Linked DNA regions of Drosophila melanogaster: region 1 is linked to region 2. The links are chromatin contacts, called in public Hi-C maps. All regions are on one chromosome and are shown on one strand. The core of a region is the stretch at or near the end of the contact, and the rest is flanking DNA. Distances in the headings are between cores, read along the strand shown.

Region 1 (5,575 bases), core at 315-2,814, 910 kb after region 2:
CCCATGAAGGGCACGGCGATGGACAACCTATTCCAGCTGGGTGTCACCCGATACGCCCTGCCCGAGAGCAGCAGCAGTGGGAGCAGCAATGGCAGCCACAGTCCAGGCAGCAACGGGAGCAGTCCAGCCGGAGCTGCGGGCAGCCGGTTGATGTTCAACGGGAATGGCAGCATTATGGGCATCGGCGAGGGACTGATCAAGGAGGGCGACTTGGCGGCAACGGAAGCAGGACCTGGAACTGCAGATGGAGCAGGTGCCTCCAAGAAGGGTTCAGCTGTGGACGAGGATGATTACCATCTGACGGCGACGCCGGGCGCCGAAGTTGTGTACAGCGAGGGTACACAGAAAACGGATTTGCTATATTAGGTCGTCCTGCCAGCCAAAAAACCGGAGCGTCTAGCTCTTTTTCTACCGGTTTCCACCAAACTCCAAACCTTCCGAGCATAACAACCTACCACATCCTGATCGTTCCCCTAATTGAAAAGCGTGCACTTAGGTGAAATATCAACTTCGGTTAGACGCGAAAACAGTAACGAAGGAAAGAAAAATAAAAACAACAAGGCAACGTAAACCAAGTATGGCAAGAAATCCATAAAGATACGTATATAAATAGATATTATTTGTAAGTTTGTAAGCCTAGAGATCCGATGTGTATGTGTACAACAGCAAGCGTGTGTGTCTGTCTTCTTTATAAATATATATATATGGTTTTTTTTTTTTGATAAATTAATAATTATATTATTGTAATGTATCTACATACGGCACTGAATGAACAACTTTGCTGCTGCAATTGTATTTGTATTTGTATTGTGTATTCCATTTACGGCATTTTGATAGTAAATATACAACAACAACAAATCAACGTATTTCCGACTGCATCCCGAAGGTTACTGAAACCTTAATCCACGAAGTACGCGACGAGCGGTTAGTCCCGCCCGAGTATTAACTTAATGGATTCTAACGATCCGATCTTGTGACCCATCATCATCCCTTTTCGCGACCCTTCCAAAACGAAAATGAAGAACATTCTAAGCTCCGCTTGCCCATTCAGCGGAAGAAAGCAAAGGAAAATGTAACATTTGCCTCATAATTATTATATACATTTAGCGCTTATTGAATATTTTTTACAATTGTATTCCGTAAATAAATATAAAATACATCAACATCTAGTCGCGTGTTTTAAGTTAAAGGAAGTTAAGGCCAAAGCAAAATGTTAGCAACAGTTTTTGTTAAAAGTTAACATATATAATAATGGTAATTTAAATATTCAAATCTATGAAGTGACTTATTTTATAAGTCCACTTATGTTTGTTATATTTAATTGGTATTTAGAAAAGGATTCATTTTAAATTAACACCGTTGAGGGTTCAATTTTGGTAGTGCGTCTTTGCTAACCATGCCGAGTGGGATCAAGTCCTTGCTAAGTTAGGATGTTGTCTTAGCTAACTGTGCCATCCCTGGTCGGGGTGTGTCTTAGCTAACAATTACGTGTCGATAGATATAATGCTATCGATATGACAGAGTGTCGGGAACAATCGATAGCATTACTTCGATATCGGTACTAGTGCCACCTCCAGTTTTGTGATTGTGTCAAAAATACAGGGTTTTATTGTTGCACTAGCAATTTAATCCGAGGAATATAAATTTTGTGTGGAGTTATGTTCGAGACGTCGTTGCCAGCGATTCAAGAGGCGAGCGGTCACACGTGTATGTGTTTCACTGGCGGTGCGGGCGCCAACTCCGCCAAAAAGCGTACTACTTTTAACCTTAGTTGACATTGAAATGTACCCGCTTAGTTGGATGTCCACGATGGTGCGTGTGTGTGCGTATATGTGTGCTATGCGGCGTCTGTGTGCGCGAGTGTGTGTGTGGGATTGCAAAGGAGGATGGGAGAAACGAGAGCAGAGCAAAAACAAAAACAAAAGGAACCTGCTGCACATAGTCGGTGCATGCGAGCGTGCTTATGTGTGTGTGCGTGCGTGCTAGCAAAACAACTGCAAGAAATCAGCAACAGTAGTAGAAGAAGAGAAGCTGTATCACTGATAAGGAGGCTAAACAACAACAAAAACAGCAACGATAATGTGCACCCTTTCGAAATGCAAACAAAACAAAGCGTTGTAGTTGTGTAATCATTCGTTGTGAACACACCACACACACACACACACACAACACTTGTTTAATAATACATTTTAATTCTATTATTTTTGATTTAATTTTTGCCTGTTATTCAAATCGATCTGTGTTTTTGCAGTTGGCATTCGTTATTAATTAAATCAGCCGCCAACAGCTGAGCGAGAGAGCAATCGAGAGCGACAGGAGAGGATCCACTTCCAATCGAATCGGGTGGAATCGAATAGCAGGGGCTTGGTAATTAAAAGGAAGACCGAACTGAACTGAACTAAACTGAAACGGAACGAAGCGAAGCGAAGCGCGGCGAGGCGGCAAGAAACGAAAAGAAAAGAACGAAAGTCGGCAGAGTCGGAAAGTCGGCAAGTCTGATTGTCGGCAAAGTCGCAAAGTCGGAGAGTCACAGTCTCAATCGCAGTCGGCGAGAGATTCCACTCGTGTCGCACGTCCGTTCGTTTCCACATTGTCGTTATAAAAATAGCAACGCCTTAAACGATCGCATCAACCTCATCAACAGAACACCACCAGAAATCACCGCCCCCTCCTACGCCTCAATCGCCATCGCCACCGCATCCCATCCCCATCATCTTCATTAGCAGGCAGCCTGACAGAGTAACTAACTGATCTTGATTGCGACCATAATCACCGTCATCATCATGTAATCCTTCACTAACCAATTGATTTCCGCTCGTCCACCAAATAGATTCCAAACTGCCGTTTCGGCAGCCGGCAAGATTTCACGAAATCTAATGGCCAAGGACGAGGAGGATGATCTGCTGCCCGACAAGGATGCGGCCAAGGGCTTCTATGCCAAATACGAGCCCAAGGAGATTCTGGGCAGGTAAGAATCGAACTACACTTGCCGTGATCTCAAACCTCTTATTAAATCCTTTTAAATTCAGTTGAAGTATTATTGATCCTGCACTTAACCATTCAAATACGTTTCTTTCTATTTACTTTGCGTAGTTAATTTTGCAAATTTAAGATCATAGAAACATTGATACTTGTATCCTCAGAAATCACTAGAACGTCCAAATATTGATTGTTTCTGCTTTCCCAACCTCTTACTGCCAAGTCTGCAGTAATGCAGTTTGGGCTAAATGGTGCCAAGTGAGTCAGCCTCATCAAGCTTCCATGGCATGGAGCAATGGCATGGGCTGCTTTTCAAGCGGCGCCTGTCTGCCGGCCTACTCACGCCACAACGAAGATCAGAATTTGCCAAGCAAATAGCAGAGACTAAGCGAAAACAAGGGCTAATTACATATTACAATTCTAGGGATTAGAGATTAGATAAATACCCGATCATGGCAATGTCAAGTGCAGCAGAAGCAGAGCTCTTTATCTACATGCAATGTTTGTCTTACAGGGGCATCAGTTCGACCGTGAGGCGATGTATCGAAAAGGAGACGGGCAAGGAGTTTGCCGCCAAGATCATCGACTTGGGCGCCACCACAGAGTCAGGCGAGACGAATCCATATCACATGCTGGAAGCAACCAGACAAGAAATCTCAATACTGCGCCAGGTCATGGGGCATCCCTACATAAGTTAGTCTCACATAGCACCCACATGTACTTAATTCCACCACTAACCATCTACATTATCGTGCACAGTTGATCTGCAGGATGTGTTCGAGTCAGATGCATTTGTTTTCCTCGTCTTCGAGCTGTGTCCCAAAGGTGAACTCTTCGACTATCTGACCTCTGTGGTGACGCTATCCGAGAAGAAGACGCGCACCATTATGCGACAAATCTTTGAGGGCGTCGAGTACATACACGCGAAGAGCATTGTCCATCGGGATCTTAAGCCCGAGAATATCTTGCTGGACGAGAACCACAACGTTAAGATCACGGATTTTGGCTTCGCCAAGCAGTTGCAAGAGGGCGAGAAACTTACAAGTAATTATAACACAGCATCCTTCTGTATTCGCTAAGCTAAACTATATGTACTTTCCCCCTATTAGATCTGTGCGGAACGCCGGGTTATTTGGCTCCCGAAACGCTCAAGTGCAACATGTTCGAGGGATCCCCCGGCTACTCGCAGGAAGTCGACATGTAAGAGCGAATAAACTAGCCACTTATTATTACACCTTTTTTTGGCTCACTTAAATTATAGAAGCAATTTAAGCACAAAAAGTATCACATTTATTGTAATACGAATTGTCTGCTCAAATTACTAAATTGCTTATGTTAACAGCTAATTTTATTATTAAAAATTTTTGCTTACATAAAAAAAGAAAGGTCTAAACTTTTGTATCGATATTAGACCCGTTTTCCTTTTTTTTTTGTTTTATAGACGCAAATTTTGCTGATACATTTCATTAACTAGTGTTCCTCGTGTCAGGCGATTTGTTTTGATCTTTAGGTGTGCATTTTAATGAATGAGTCAGAAGCAGAAAGGCATAATAATCTGAAATCTGAGTAGTTCCGATACCGACGTCTATATTTCTTCGGTTCAGCAAAACGTAGGGCTTTTTGTATTTTTGAGTTCTTTAACGTTTCCCACTGGTATCTACGTTACTTGGTTTCAGCAGAAATTTTTAATAGGAAAAATTGACACCTTTTACCCATTTCTTTTTCGATTTCTTTTTGTTGTTCGCAGATGGGCCTGTGGCGTGATTATGTTTACGCTGCTCGTCGGTTGTCCACCTTTCTGGCACCGCAAGCAGATGGTCATGCTGCGGAATATCATGGAGGGCAAGTACAGCTTCACCTCGCCGGAGTGGGCTGATATTTCAGGTTGGTCAAATTGATATGCACATGCCAAACGTATGCTTATTTACTTGGTTTCGATTGATTGCAGAGGATCCCAAGGATCTGATACGCAAATGTCTAGTCGTTGATCCTTCGCAACGTATAACCGTCAAGGAAGTATTAAGACATCCATTCTTCAACCAAATGGTAAGTGCCGGAATTGTTGGCAGCCGCCGGGCTCCAATTACCACGACCACCACCACCACCACTACTACAACCGCCTGTACAAGAGGAAAATCAGTCAAATTAGTTCAATTAGTCGCCAAGAATGAGGTCCGCCTACGAGTCGTCTTTTGTGCTCGGGCAGCAGTCTATAGTTTTCGGGTTCCTGTTCTTGTACATAGATACTAGATCTCTAGTTGATGGGTTTAACCTCGGGTGGGTTAATCTTCTACACAACCAATCCACCAAAACAACCAAACACCTGGCCCTGCAAATGTTTCTAAACACAACGTACATCTAAGAACACACACTCTGATGGAAAGAACACCCACCTGTGACTCACAAACCAACCACTCACAACAGCCTATTAACAGCTTCTTCTTACTGTTACCTCCTAAAAATACGATTATGATTTATAATTCGGTTAGGGTAGCAGCCTAACCCCCCGTAGTTTAGTTCAATTGTCAGATTTATAGCCTGACAGGATCAGTCATTAGTTTGGATCCCCCGCCCCCCTTAAAAAGAAAAAGAAAGG
Region 2 (5,902 bases), core at 2,698-5,197:
TTTCAATGTATTAAATTATAAACCGAAACCGAAAAACATGCACTTTTTTTTTATTTTTTTGAACAGTTATAAACCGAAACCGAAAAACATGCACTTTTTTTTTTGAACAGCACTACAAATGGTTACAAAACATTTTTGCGGGTGAAGTAAAAAGGTTTTAGCGACAAATGAAACAAATAAAAACATGCACAGTTAGTATAAATGGCAACTTAAACTTAATGCTAAAGGGGGTTAATATTGAATGGTTTATGGAAACATCAGCGTTTTGGTTACAATTATTTGTTGTTTGTGTTAGTATGCGTGTTGGCAGTTGCCGGTAAAACTGGTTTTGTGCAAAAAAGGTGAAAAGTTTTATTGGCCGGCTGGTTGCCACGTGGTGGTTTAAATCGATATAAAATAAGTACTGTTGGAAAATTAAGTTCTAACCAGTTAGCTTTGAAAACTAAGTAAAATACATGGCATTACGTGGCATACATAAATACATAAGTGCTTATCTAATTTATGTTATCTAGAGAATATGACATAAATCAATTGCAGTTCTAGTTGGATAGAGCGGCAGTCTACTGGTTTTCATTGAGTAAAGATTGGGGGATTGCATAATTGCCACACCACACAAAAAAAAAGAAAAGAATTGAATTGAAAAAGTTCAATGGAAAAAGCCAATATATATGGGCATTTGAGTGGGTGTGAGCAAGATGGCTATAGAGGCCACGGTTTTTTTTTTTGGCAGTTGGCATTCGCCATTGAAGCGCGTTTTGTTAATTTTAGACTTTCAAGAGCAGCCGCCGCTCTGCGTTAGCCGTGTGGTTTAAATTATATTTTAGCGAAATTAAATCAGCATTTCATTGACAAGGGTTTTATGTAACACACTTGGCAAAGAGAACTGTGCTTTGCCATTGTTTCGTTTCTCTTCTGTTCTCTTTCTTTGAAATAACAACCGTTATCTAATCGTGTTAGACTTTTGATTGGCTGGAAAGAGAGTGAAGCTTTTTCTTCGGCCACAGCCACAGAGAGCCGAGAGCTAAAAGGCTCGTGATGTAATAGCCTCAGCTGGAAAAATTCTACAGTTGCACGTGGAAAGCTTCCACCGAAGGCTGAGCAGTCGTAGTAGTATCCACAATCCAGTGTTAAGTTTATTCTTAATTCATTGTTATTGATTGCATAAGACCACCACCACACACCAGAAAAAAAATTGTTCAATGAATGATTCAAGTTCAACTCTTTTGTTGTTTTACATAACCAGGCAGATTTTCTTTCAATGCTCAGGTTGGATTTGATTTAAAAAAAAAAAATAATAATAAAAGCATTAGGAACCACACGCGTATTTTGTTAAATGGGCTATGGCTCAATTCGATTCGATAATTGATATCCAATTTGTTTGCCATACGTACAATTTGTATTTGTGTTTCTATATCACAGCACAAAACCGAAAAAAATTTATCCTTATTCCTCGGAAGTCAGAAGTCTGAACCGGACGGCAACTGAATTGCTTGTGAAAGTTCCTTTCGCCGAAATCTGCCAGCTAGCCTGCTCTGCCTACGTCGGCGTCGCAGTCGCCGCCATCGTCAAGTTCAGCAACAGATGAGCGTGAGCGAGAGAGGGGGAGAGCGTTCTCTCTCTATATGCATATGCAGAGTATGCGAAATTCGGAGAGAGCCGAAAAAAAACTAGCGGTTGGCAACAGCACGTGTGCGAGCGAGAGAGGGCGAGAGATCGCCGCTTATCAGTGCTGAGAATTCAAGAATTCAATGTCGCCATTCGTTGCATAAGAGGAAGTATTGTACCACACACTTGTACTCATTAGAAAACACTTTTTGTTTCGTTTTGGCCATGACCAAAAATGCATATATGGCCAATTGTTTTTCATTTACCCCTTTCGAGGTTTTCGACGGCGCTTTCTAAACGCTTGCCAAAATGAATGTACGCACAACATTTACATTTGGCAAATAGCCGACAAGTCAGCTGCGAAGCAGACGGATAGTCCCGTTTAGCTAGTTGTTAGCTAGATTTCTAGAAGATTGAATAGTGTACTTCTATTACACCCAAATACATGTCTTCCTTATTCAACAAAATTGGGGTATCTTTGATATTCAGTTTTAAGAACTACTTGGACTGGCTTAGAAAACTTCAATATACAGCAGTGAACAATTTATTCAAATACAAAAACCAAAACTATTATCAATTTTTATAAAAATAAAAGTTGAAAAGAGTTGAAAGGTTTTATTAATTGTTTGTAGCTATTTAATTGCTAAGCTATTAATAACATTTGGCTTTATTTCTAAAGATAGGGTTGGCAGCACTGCTAGCATGTGACTTTGCTTTCTGACGTCCACCTGCCGCTCTCTCCCTCTCTCTCACGCTTCGTCTCTTTCACGCAGGCGGAAGAGGGGCGGCGCTCGAAAAAAAATGCGTGAAGCGATTAGATAAACACTTCTGCTAATACAGTTAATTTATATAACTGTCTACGACACTTTTTCAAGGTCCCGTTATCACAAAAATTACATAAAAAATAAAAGAGAGCTAGTTGCCCATCAAAAAAGAGAGCGTAAAAAATGCAGTTGCAAAGTTACTGCAAAAATGCTTAATTGCCAAAATTAAACGGCAGCGAAGTTATAATTTTTATGGCTCAGTGTGCGATGAATCGGGGTTTTAGGACAGGGCGTGGATCGGCTTGAAAATCACACTGAAAATTTCCGCCGACTGGGCGAGAATTGGAAATGTGATTCGCCAGGGATATGTAATAATAAACACTAATCTCAACCAAGTGCAAAATCGCACTAAAAGGCCACACAAAGGGCTACAATAAACAATAAATCACATGAATACTATACGTACATTAACGATTGACGTCAGAAAGGGTTTAAGGGGTATGGGAATGGAATAATAATAGAAGAAATGAGAACACTGGGGAAACCCGTTTTTTTCGCATGAATTTTTATCTTTAATAAAAGAAAGCAGGTCAGAAAAGAAAGGGAGGCAACCAAAGAGAAATAGTTACATTACTCTTAAGAAATAAAACCAACTCTCTCTCTCTTCTTCACACACACACACCCGATAAGTACTTGCACGCGCAGCTGGTGTCTGGCATGGGAGTGAGCGAGAGGGCGTTAGTGGCACATGGAATTTATTCGCAACTGTGTGTTCATACACACTCATGTGCGACTGGGCGGTAGAACAATCAATTGCCACGCGTTTTACTATAGAATAGCCTGCATTTGGTGTATATAATAATATATTTGTGCAAATGCAGGCCAATTTGATTCTAGAGAAGTGCAATTCTCTTTGAAATATAATCGCAATTCATGTGCAACATTTTTTCGTACAGACGAGCCGGCCTGCCAACTCGTTGCTATTGCATAAGTTGGCAGTTCCAGCGTGGTTGCAAATTGGAAGGAAATAGATGGGAAAAAGATCCAGCGTGGCTTCTTCCATTTTCTTTCTGGGTATTCTAAATGAACTTTGGATTGGGGGTATAAAATACCGAAAAGTTTGCTAATACGCCCAATTTATTACGTGTTTAATTGATGGCAAACACAATTTCGGCACAATTATTTTTCGCAAGGGTTATGTAAGCACTTTTCGGGTATTTTCAAGTCCCATTTCGGGATTTCTTTTCGATGCAGTTAAACCGGAACTGCTTGTCGAACATACAAAAAAAAACGTTAGTTTAAACCAACACCGACACAATAAAAAAATTAGCACATTACATAACTACAGAATCTAGCGCAAGGTGACGTGAATTAATGGGTAAAAAAAAATCAATGGCAGGTACGGGGCACACCGTCTCTTTTCTTGTTAAGCAAAAGAGCCTCGCAAATGTAATAGATATAGAAAATAGCACAATACCTTCAGTTGATAACTTCTCACAAAAGTCACAGAATAAAAACTTCTTTTGCAGAATCAGACGAAGCCGCGTGCTCACTTGGCGAATGAAATTCGTAAAGTGGTGGGGGTCTCGAGGGCCCAGTGACTTGGGGATGAAAGCTGCAAAAATACCGCATATCGATAGTTGCTTTAACTGGTATTTATTCGGCGATCTATCGATATTCAGCTAGATTTCGGTTTTTATTCGTGATATTTTTGTCGGTAACTTTTGCTAGTATAAATAAATATGGCTATTTTTGATGTAATTAAAACCAGTATATTACGTTTTATTATAAAATTAAGGCAAGCGGGGATTGAAGCATCAATATCGATATTTTTTAATACCTTAAAAATATTTTTACATCGACTTTCCCATTATGTTATATTATTTTATATTATATATTATATTATTGCGAGTTCTGAATTACACAAAAGTTAAAGACTATTTTATGTTTTAATAATGGATTCATTACAATTAATCTGCACGCTTCTTTGGGAAATTAACAACGACCTGTACGACCTCCTTTTGCCAAACTATGATAAAAACTAGTTTGAATGTATTGCATTTAACGCGGTTTTTTAATTGCTCTTTTTTTTACAAAAACAAAAGTTTTCTTTTTATATTAAATCAAAGGTTTGTCCAAAATTGGAATATCTCATACCTCGTTGAAATCGTTCCAAATTCCTCATCGAACTGTATTTAAGTCTGGCAACTTTAATTTTTGGCCATTTTTTGCAAATTTGGTTATCGAAAATGAGAAAATCGGTAATTTGTCGAATTTTGATGATGGTACCCCTAATGAAAAATTGCTTAAATTGGTCAAAAAAATTATTCCTGAAACTCGGTTTGAAAGTGTTACAGATTGTTAGCAATGTTAATAAGCAACACAAAACAGTCATCGTTTTAGCTGAGCCACCTTTTTTGGCCAAGTTATTCTGAAAAATGTTTTTCGAAAATATCATATTCTTAATTTTAAAACGTTGTTGAAAAGGATAATCGCAAAACTTGATTCAAAATGCACTTCTTATATACGAAAAATCATTTATTGAGTAAATTTCTTTTCGATTTGTTTTTCACATGTTCACAAAATTGTATTTGAGTTAGTTGTATATCTGGTTTTCTAATATTTTCCTTGGCCTTGGGATACAATTTAGTAAGCTTTTGTGTCTTTTTATTTGCTGTATGTGGGTCTTGTATACGGTAATTTCGTATTGAGCGCTAGCAATATTAACATTTAGTTACACCGAAATGGGGAAAACATCTTACGCAGATTAGTATGTTATGTATACACCTATGTATATCTCTAGTTTTTGAATCAGCACCCTGGGACAGGCCAGAATACTAGGAGTTTTGGGCGTGCTGAGGGGTATGGTAATCAAATGAAGAACCCTTTCTTTTGAATTTCGTTGGTTGGACAGAGGGGTTAATTTAAAGGCAATGGTAAAGGTAAAAGATAAAGGCAAACAAATGCAAAGTACTGGCTAGTAAATACTGGGGCCTCTAAACTATGACGACACATCTAGACATCGAGTCCTATGTCCTTTACGTGGTTATCTAGATTACTTTCGGGTACATATTCCATGGCAGATACAAAACATACACAGAGTGGATATTTGATATATGTATAGTATATTGGTTATCGTGTACCGATTGTGTTAGCGTTTTGCTTGTGGTTAAAAGACAGTTATACAATGTAATTGGGAATATAGTTTTGTTTTCATCCTATTTGTGTGATTTATTCGTTCGCTTTTTTTTTGTTTATTTTTTTTTTTTGTGGTTTGTTTTTGTTTTTATTTAATTTTTTCTTGTATAGGAAACAACAAAAATGGACGCAAAATGATTGTTATAGTAGTATTCATGTTTACCCATCTTGCTTTTACGTTTAGTTAACTATATAGGAATATGCAAAACGTACACTTAATATATTTTTTTTGGTTTTGTTTTACGATTTTGTTACTATGTTCCTTATCGATCTGATACTATATAAATGCAGCTCTAAAACTTGTATTCTTTGACATTGTTCTGTTCCATCTGTCT

The links. A called contact is a pair of places that touch in the nucleus more often than the background predicts.
Region 1: a Hi-C map of the Kc167 cell line shows a contact between it and region 2, with 1.6 times the contacts expected there. The contact joins the promoter of PhKgamma here to the promoter of Ant2 in region 2. A contact is called at or near these places in 2 of 107 Hi-C or Micro-C datasets (both in the Kc167 cell line) and 1 of 6 datasets of contacts at active chromatin or transcription factors (the Kc167 cell line).

What each region holds. Positions count from the first base shown.
Region 1 is chrX:11,693,573-11,699,147 of dm6, forward strand. PhKgamma (Phosphorylase kinase gamma) reads left to right here and starts at 1,565. Exons shown (of 11, transcript NM_167297.3): 1 at 1,565-1,707; 2 at 2,252-2,739; 3 at 2,831-2,968; 4 at 3,494-3,672; 5 at 3,739-4,023; 6 at 4,089-4,179; 7 at 4,727-4,863; 8 at 4,928-5,025. The coding sequence starts at 2,877. It overlaps bif (bifocal), which reads left to right. Exons shown (of 6, transcript NM_167295.3): 6 at 1-1,168. The coding sequence ends at 366.
Region 2 is chrX:10,782,960-10,788,861 of dm6, forward strand. It overlaps Ant2 (Adenine nucleotide translocase 2), which reads right to left and starts at 3,948. Exons shown (of 4, transcript NM_176725.3): 1 at 3,847-3,948. sesB (stress-sensitive B) reads right to left here and starts at 3,999. Exons shown (of 4, transcript NM_001298161.1): 1 at 3,847-3,999. Imp (IGF-II mRNA-binding protein) reads right to left here. Exons shown (of 7, transcript NM_167253.3): 7 at 4,910-5,902.